2 separate regions of the Mus musculus genome follow, and region 1 is linked to region 2. Evidence: chromatin contacts called from public promoter capture Hi-C data. All regions are on one chromosome and are shown on one strand. The core of a region is the stretch at or near the end of the contact, and the rest is flanking DNA. Distances in the headings are between cores, read along the strand shown.

What was found. Promoter capture Hi-C pulls out the DNA fragments that hold promoters and counts their contacts.
Region 1: a contact with region 2 is called in a promoter capture Hi-C map of second pharyngeal arch cranial neural crest, with 2.4 times the contacts expected there. The contact joins the enhancer-like site here to the promoter of Nhsl2 in region 2. A contact is called at or near these places in 3 of 39 promoter capture datasets (embryonic stem cells, hippocampal neurons and second pharyngeal arch cranial neural crest), 1 of 15 datasets of contacts at CTCF or cohesin (embryonic stem cells), 19 of 484 Hi-C or Micro-C datasets (brown adipocytes, cerebellar granule neurons, cerebellum and 8 more), 5 of 115 datasets of contacts at active chromatin or transcription factors (cardiomyocytes, embryonic limb bud, embryonic stem cells and 2 more) and 3 of 9 other capture datasets (adipose tissue, embryonic stem cells and pancreatic islet).

Annotation. Positions count from the first base shown.
Region 1 is chrX:101,952,793-101,957,005 of GRCm38.p6, reverse strand. All of the region lies in intron 1 of Nhsl2 (NHS-like 2), which reads right to left. Among named protein-coding and RNA genes, the nearest start is that of Gm25828, 42 kb to the right of the region's middle. Within about 2 kb of position 2,590, at least 231 of the 459 cell types and tissues checked have an H3K27ac peak or open chromatin away from gene starts, as enhancers often do. A contact at or near this core is called in cerebral cortex, embryonic fibroblasts, embryonic limb bud and 7 more, where this site is marked.
Region 2 is chrX:101,846,893-101,851,089 of GRCm38.p6, reverse strand. It overlaps Nhsl2 (NHS-like 2), which reads right to left and starts at 1,705. Exons shown (of 8, transcript NM_001163610.1): 1 at 1,243-1,705. The coding sequence starts at 1,522.

The sequences.
Region 1 (4,213 bases), core at 1,341-3,840, 110 kb before region 2:
CCAGGAGCCTAGATCTTGCTTATAAAGACACAATCTGAAAGGAGGTCATGGAGTGAGCAGTGAGCCAGGTTGGACTTTGTTGGTGCAAAAAGCAGTTGTGTGTGAGCTGCCACAGACCATTGAGTTGGGGTGATCTGAGGCAGCATTGAGGACCCAGTGTCCCATAATCAAAAGAAGTGGGGGATTCATTTGACTCAATGTTTCTAGAAACTGAGGATGCTAAATGTGACGGAAGGAATGTCTGATTCCAGATCTTGTCAACTTCAAAATCAATGTTAGCCATAATAGACATCTTAAGTTCAAGGCCAGCCTGAGAAATGGAGTGAGTCCTTTCTCACCCTATCTCCCAGAAACTCAGAGAGCTCGGGCACCCTGACAAGCGAACTCTAAAGCATGGTGAAAGAGAGTGAAGAAGAGGATCCTGGGAAGCGAAAAGTCAGTCTGGGAAGAAGAGCTGAGCTGAATCAAGAGGCCATGGAGGACCTTGATTGTCAGACTCAGCATCATCCATTCCAGTCTACAGGGAGGAGGGTGTCTCAAAAGCTTCTGAATAGAGGAATCACCTAAGAGCACTTTAGCTTAACTGTCTGAAAGGATGTTCCAGTCTCAAATCTATCTCTGACCCCTTGTCTGACTCTAGACTATTCACCTAAGCTCCTTCGATATGAAGACGTGTTACACTGAAAGCAGGGACTGTGTGTGTGTGTGTGTGTGTGTGTCTTTGAAAGGCAAGGACTAAAGACAGAAAAGAGTTCCCATACTTATATTGAAGCGTTAAAGAAGCTGAGAAAATCAGCTTCCCAAAAAGTTACCCAGGGTTATGGACTTGCTTTAGGGATTCTCCCTTGGACAAGTGGGGCAATAGGTCCCTTCTCCACCTTTCCCTCCCAGCAAGGAGTTCAGCACTTCTTTCCTGTGGCCCTCTGAAATAGACTTAGGGAGGCATCCATACCATGGTGTGGAAACAGCACTGGCTCAGAGAAAGCTCTCTGAACTTTCCCAAGGACTTACACTGAGGAGCCTCAGCTGCTTAAAGAATCAAGTTTGGGATTCTCAGCCAAAACGTCTTGCCATCAGAGTTATTGATAGAGGGCAAGAGACCACTGTCCAAGCTCATGTTTTTCTTAGGAACATAAGATTCAGTCTGTACCAGTTCTAACTGGATGAGTGCCAGTGTGTGTGAATTGTAATGGAAGCATTCCAAACGCCAAGCACTACTTTGGACGGTGAAACTATGGCTGGATTTTTATTTTATTCTTAGTACAAAAGTGTTGACTTGTTTTCCTACAGCAAAATTGTGCTAGTATAAAGATCTGTAAACAACAAAGCCTTTATTTTGAAATACAATTAATACAAAAAATAAACCTCATGACAAAACACAAGTACAGACTTTCATGTCATAGATAATTTATTCTAGGGGAGTTTGAGGGAAGACAGAGTGAGGGGGTGGGGGGGGAGAGGAGCACGGAAAATAGGCAAGTTTGTAATCTGAAGCCGAGCTAAGTCAGAGGTCAGAAGCTCTGGCCAGGCCCTAACCTATACACTTGGGCTCATTTCTGGAAGCACATTTAGATTCAGAGCCAGGTCTCTGCTTTTCTCCTTGAATGAGGGAAGGGAGGCACAGGGAGGTGAGGATGGAGACCTCTATTTTGCCAAGGCTCTTTTCTCTCTGTCTTAATCTCCATCTGGCTAACATCTTCATCCTGGACTCTTCTGGGTCCCATGTACTCTCCTGAACGTCTCTAGCATTCCCTGGACAAATGAGTGTCTATTGTGTGTCAGTAACTGTTGTGTGCTCCCAGAATGCATCAGCGACCAAAACAACTCAGTTCCAAGGTGCAGCATGAAGCTCTTGCATGTATTTACTTAGGTGTCCCGGGTCAAGCATAAGCTGTTTTCTGCTAAGGATCATTGTTTTAACATTTGGTTCTCTTCCTTCTCTGCACTGTGACTGGCTTTCAAACATTGTGAAGATGTTCACAGTGAATGAATGAATGAATGATGGTGCTTAAGTTTGGGTTTGGGGATGTTGCTCAGTTGAATAGCACTTATCTATTATGCACAAGGCTCTGGGTTCTACCCTGAGCAAAAGCTCAAGGACACACACACAGAGCAATTTCAAGACAAAAAAAAACACGACGACAGTGGGACGTTGGTCACCGATAAGTAGAGCACGTTCTCTTGCCCTGCATTACTGTCAGCTCAAATCTTAGGCCACTTTCCTCAAGTGGCAATCATCAGAGGAAAGAAGGTTGCAGGCTAAGTCCCTTGGGCAGATCCATTTTGAAAAGAGGTAACCCGCTCTATCAGGGACCCTCTCTAAGGAATGGATAATGCTGCTAACTTTAGACAGCTTAGGCTAAGCAAGAAAGGCATTCTCCTTCGGTGGGTAGGGGGATCCACTGCCCCATCACTCTGTGCAGGGATGAATCATTCTGAAGTACACTTCCTTTCTCTTAAAAACAGCAAGGCTGCCCTGGCATTCATTCCCCCATTCGCCCCGCCTCTGGGCTGCTGTTCATCCCTCCCAGCCAGAGGCAGCTCCAGCCTTTTTTGTTTGGCTTGCCAGCAGCTGCACAGCAGCGCCCTCTGCCGCCCGGCATCAGGCTTTCATGCCGCCCGTCCGCCCCAGGAGCGGGGAGGAGCAGGGAGCTAGGCGGGGGCTGTGCTGCGCCAAGCAGCCTCCAGTTCCGGAGGTGCGCGGGGACCATGACTCACCGCCCGCCGCTCTTGCCGCCTCCGCACGCGCCTGGTGACGCGCGGAGCTGCACAGAGCTGCTCTGCTCACGCAAACCAGCCGGGGCACACTTGGCCTGCTCTGCCCTCCTGGGCCCCAGTCCTGTATGAACCCCAGCATTATTCACCCCCCCCCCCACACACACACCAGAACCTCGCGTCGATTCATTACAACTTCTGATGGGGATAGAGACTGAGGACCAGGGGAAGATGGGGGCGAAGGCAGGGAACAAACCGCTAAAGAATAGGGGAGGGGCTATATGACTCAGTTATGTGTGACTCCAAAGTTCAGGTGAGATGGGCTTTCCACAGCATCAAATTGCACCCCTCCTCCACTCACACACACCAGACACACTCAGGAAGGGTCAGTTAAACGATGATGTCATAAAGGACTTTGAAATTCAAGCATTATAGCAAACATTTACCATTTCAAAATTAAAAGCTGTAAAATAGCTCCTAATGAGAAAGGCAGACAGGTGTGGGGCTTGAGTGTGTGAAATGCTTTGAGTTAAGGAGCGGGACACAGAGCTGGGCATAGTGACACATGCACTTGGGAGGCAGAGGCAGGCAGATCTCCTTGAGTTTGAGACCAACCTGGTCTACAAAGTGAGTTATAGGACAGCCAGAGCAACATAGTTAAGAATAATAGTGAGACTGTTTCTAAAGCAAAGCAAAACAAGACCTAAGCATGGGAATAGGAGCAGGAGCTGTGAGTTAGGAATGTGCACCAGAAATTGGAACAGATGGGAGAGAGAGAGGCAACTAAGATGACCCTGGAACCTTGGCAGGATGTGCAGTTGAATCAAGTGCATGACATGGACATGGCTCTGGGGTTAAGAAGGATTTACTAGTAGATCAAAAAGTTATGCAGTTAAAGTCCACATCGCCTTTGCACCCGCCTCTGGTGTTTGCCACTGCCTGTTTTATTTTCTTTATTAGTAATATATTGCTTGTTTCCTTAGACTGTAAGAAACACAGATCACAGCCTGCAGCTAAGGTCCCACCTCTGCTTTGGAGACAATAAACATGCAGAAGAGAATCCAGATTTGTGAGGGCACGGCCTATCCTCTGGGCTGAATGGAACATAGGTAGGCACAGCACTGCTTGCCCAGACAGCATTTGTGGAAGCCAAAGAAACCCTAATCCAGGTCCTACTGTTCCCTTTGAGGAAAGTGTGGAAAGCTGTAGCTAACGACTGCTTCCCCGTGATGCTGAAGGTCTTTGTAGACCTAAGGTTTGACCCTGAGAGAGCCTGATGAATCATTCAGACAGCTCCAGCCTGAGCCAAGCATCGAGGTCCATTTGGTTTCCATGTGGGTACCTGTGGCTAGTAGCACCACCGAACGGACATGGTGCTCTAGAGCCACAGAAAAAAAGTTAGACATGAGTAACCTTTCATGCTTCTGCATCCACTGGTATTCCCACCCACCCCACCCACCATGACTTTCTGTCAGCCTGAGCTCTACCTAGAAAGGCA
Region 2 (4,197 bases), core at 456-2,955:
ACCCTGGGCCTTGGCTTGCCTGGTCCCCTACCTCCCAGAGGCTTCTGGTCCCGTGGCCACATTCCATCTGGCAGTCATCTGTGTCTTCCACCTTCCTTTGCTCAAAGGATTCAGTTTATTTTTCTCTAGCAGTGACCTCTGCCATCTACCTCAAAGGACAGAGACCTTTATGAAGGAAGAGGGGCGCCAGAACCTCTGACTCCTGTCATTTTGTTAGGGGTGGAGTCTGCAAGGAAGAAAGGCTGACCCAGACAATTCTCTCCCAAGGCCTCCCTCAAAAGTCAGCAAGTAGCCATCTTCCACCTCCTTCTGAAACTTTCTGGCACACTGCTCCCCCGACACCCCTTCCTAGCCTTCCCTAGGTGGCAATTGGCCCTGTTACCTGCCATTCCTCCTCTACTCTCAGCATTTTTAAACATACTCAGCCCCGACCCCGTTTAAGAGAAGTCCCACATTCTAAGGGAACGCTGCGTTTTTTGCAGAAGAGGTCCTCCCTATCCAAAGTGTTGAGATCCAAAGTAGTAAAGAGCCTGAGCTCCCGCCCGCCTCCAGTCTCACAGGTTCCTAGTGTTCAGTAAGGAAACTCCCGGGACCTGGCGTTTCTCGGGCATGGCTGGCGAGCACATTTTTAAGAAAACCGATGACAGTCTCTTTAAATGGTTCTCTCCCGCAAATCTGGGCAGCCGGACCTTAGCGGCTGGGGCGGGGGTTTGGGGTATGGAATCCGCTAAGCCCTGGGCAGTCTCCCCTCCCCCTGCCGGCCACTCCCAGCGAGGCAACGCGGAGTGTGCGGGGAGAAGCGAGCGGGAAGGGAGCTCGGAGACGGCTGGGCGCGGGAAGCCCGTTCGCAGTCCGGCACGAGGTCCCACGGGTCTGGCTGCAGCGGCCCCCGCCGCCCGGGAGGCAGGCGGGCAGCTCGGGCGCGATTTCCAAAGTGGCCCATCAGGAGAGACGCAGGCACGGCCATTCGGTTCCCGGAGCCACCGGGACTCTTTGGTCTGCGCCGCCCAGGACCCTACGGATCCCCTCCCTCTCCACCAAGCACTCCAGAGGTGGCGGCAGCCCCCAGACCTAAGCAGAGGGCCACTCGGGACCGGGCGAGCGGATCCCGGAAGGATCGGACGGCGGGAGGGCGTCCTGGAGGCCGTGTCCCTCGATCTTTGAGGGGCGGCCACGGGCAGACCCAGCGGGACATCCCCAGAGGCGGGTGGGAGAGGGTCGCGGGCGCCTCGCGCCTTTTACCTAGCAATTCTTCATCATCCTCCGGGCCAAGCAGGCGACAGGGAAGGCGGCGGCGGAGCCGGACGGTGCGCCGGTACAGGCTGTCGGTGCGGCGCCCCAGAGCCAGCAGGTGCCCCTCGAGGTCCTCCAGCAGAGCCAGCGAGTGGCCGCAGAGGTCTGCGAGCTGGCGGAGCAGACTGAGCGCGGCCAGGTGGCTCACGTCGCGGAGCTCAGCCAGCGGCTGCGGAGGGTTGCGCGGGCACAGACGCTGGGGCACCACAGTGCGCCGGTAGAACGGCATCCCGGGCGCGGGCGCGGGGACCGACCCGGTCCGCTAGCCTTGTGGCACTCGGGAATCCTGAGAGGCAGCGGCGGTCCTGGTGGAGCAGGGCCCGGGACGCGGGCGCGGGCGAGCGAGAGGCACGGGCGGCTGTGCGGGCAGGCGGCTTCACAGCCTGCAGCGCCGGCTCCCCGCGGGCTGCACACTCGCAGGAGCCACCAGTCCCTCTGACTCTGCTCCACTGGGCTCCTCCTCCCTGGCTTTCTCCTCCTCCCTCGCTCAGCTCACTCAGCTACTTCGGGATTCCTCCTCACCCCACCCCCACCATCCCCTTTCTTCTTCTTCTTTCTTTCTTTCTTTCTTTCTTTCTTTCTTTCTTTCTTTTGCGGTCAAAAATTCGCAGATTAACGCTTGATCCGGGAGAGAAGAAAAGGAAAAAAAAAAAAAAAGGAAAGAAGAGTAGAAAGAAGCTGAGAGTTAACCGAGGGAAGTCTGTGTGAATGTGTGTTTGTGATGGTCGGTGCGCAAAATGTGCCCGGGTCCTCCTGAGGAGCTTCAGGCCCAGTACCTTAACCCGGGTTAAGGTTGTTTTCTGCTTTGTTTTTTAAACTTAACTTTCTTTGTAAATACTGAACAATGCAGACACACCGGCGTACATACGAGCGAGTCACAGCAGAGACACGAAGTCTGGCTTCATGCATCTAGTTTTCCTTCTAAAATATACTCCTTGCCACGCACCAGTCTCCATTGAGCAAGCTAGCGGCCAGAACCTTAGAATCAGAGGAGAGAGAACCAAGTATCTTATTTGACTGTCCAGGAGGGAAGTGACCCTAGCACTGTGGAACTGTAAAGGCAAGAGCGAATAAATACAAACCCATTTTGTGGAGTAACTTATTTCGTTGGGATTGAGGGATCCAGTTTGCATTTTGTGCCAAAAGGGAACACCGATCTGTTTCCTTTGGGGGGCACAATGAGCTCCTGTAGTATCCCAGAAGAGGGGTTTCAGGAGCTGAGATGTGCTTTCAGTGCAGACAGCCCCGATTTCTCTCAACTGTAGAAGGTAAAATGTGCTCAGACAAGTAGAGTACCTTTAGTGTATTCTATGTCTGCATGCACTTGGGACATTTCCACCCAAAGCTGCTCACACTGAACTTTCAATGGTTTCTCCACTGCTCTGCTTTCATTTGGGCTGTGCTCCTTTTCATCCTACATATGCTCTGTTGAGTATAAGCCCACAGAATCTATTAGCAAAATATTTTTAAACAAAACACTTGTGCCCACACTAACACAATGTGGACTGTTTCCATTCTTTGCTTCAGAAAAGTTAATTGTTCCTTAGACAGTTCAAGAAAGCTCTATGCAGGCTGGAGAGATGGTACAATCATTAACAGCAACGCTGGCTGCTCTTCCAGAGGACTTGGGTTCAATTTCCAGCACCCACCTGGCAGCTCACAGCTCTCGGTAACTCCAGTTCCAGGGGATCCAACACCCTCTTCTCAGCTCTGAGGGCACCAGACCTACATGCAGGCAAATGCTTATACACTTAAAATAATAAAGTAAATTTAAAGAGAATCTCTGGTTTTAAATGTTTTGCTACACAAAATTAGTATGTGACATGATGGCTATATTCATTGGCTTTATTTATTAATTCTTCAATGCAAATATCAAAACATAATACCGTGCCCTACACATATGTAATTATTATTTGTCGATTGAAAATTTAAAAAAAGCAATGTACTGCAATCTGGTTGCCTTCATCTATACTCATTTCTTATTTAGTAAATAAAAACATAGTTACTAGAAACACTGAGTTCTAATTAAAGTAAGAATCAACAAACGGACAAAAGGTGGCCCCTCTTTTGAACTGTGAGGTCCAATTGTGGAATAAGAATCCAAAGTTCCTTGCTTGATGAACTCCAACCTCAGCCAAGAGAGTGACTGGCAGGAAGTAGTGGACTTGGCTTTACTCAGCGGAGATACTTTTCCCTGACCTATGAGCTGTTTCGACTGATCTTTGCTCCAGAGAAGGAGACATGAAGTAGGAGCAGATTGAAGGAGACTGTCTGGGCAGAGCTTTGCAGCCTGAGTGCAGCAGGCCTGGGCTGGGCCTGGTGGCTGAGCCACCCGCACTCACACCCCCTACTCTGCTTCCCGAAGCTGAGTTGTTCAGAGCTCCATAAGAAGAAGCTCAGTTTTGGCCCCATGCCCTTCCCCCCAGCCTAGTCAGTTCACTCACTCCAGCCTCTTGAATGAGAGAGTCCTGGCTTTCATCAAGGAAACATCAAGGACTTGCAATGGAGCCACCTCAGAGCAGAGCCCCTCCTCCCTTCCCAGGACTAGAGTGGGTCTGCTCCAGATGGGAGAAGGTCAGAGGACTTAAGTATTCACCTTCCTTCTTAGCCTGTCTCTTTCCCACAGAAAAGATAGAGACCTCCAGTTCCACAAGTGAAATTGAATCGAGACAGCCTCTGGGGAAGCAGGGTTCCCCCTGCTCTGTGGAGGGACAACTGAGCTCCTAAAAGCACCACTCTCTATCCAAGCTCACCAGCCAGAAAAGCAGCTAAGGTAAAGGGTCTCCATCAGCCTCTAGCACAGCATCTGGCACAGCGTACAGATGGTAATATGATCATCTCTGTTTGTTTATGATAATAGCAATAGTATTTCTTTGTAATACTATCATCTTCCTCCCTCCAATA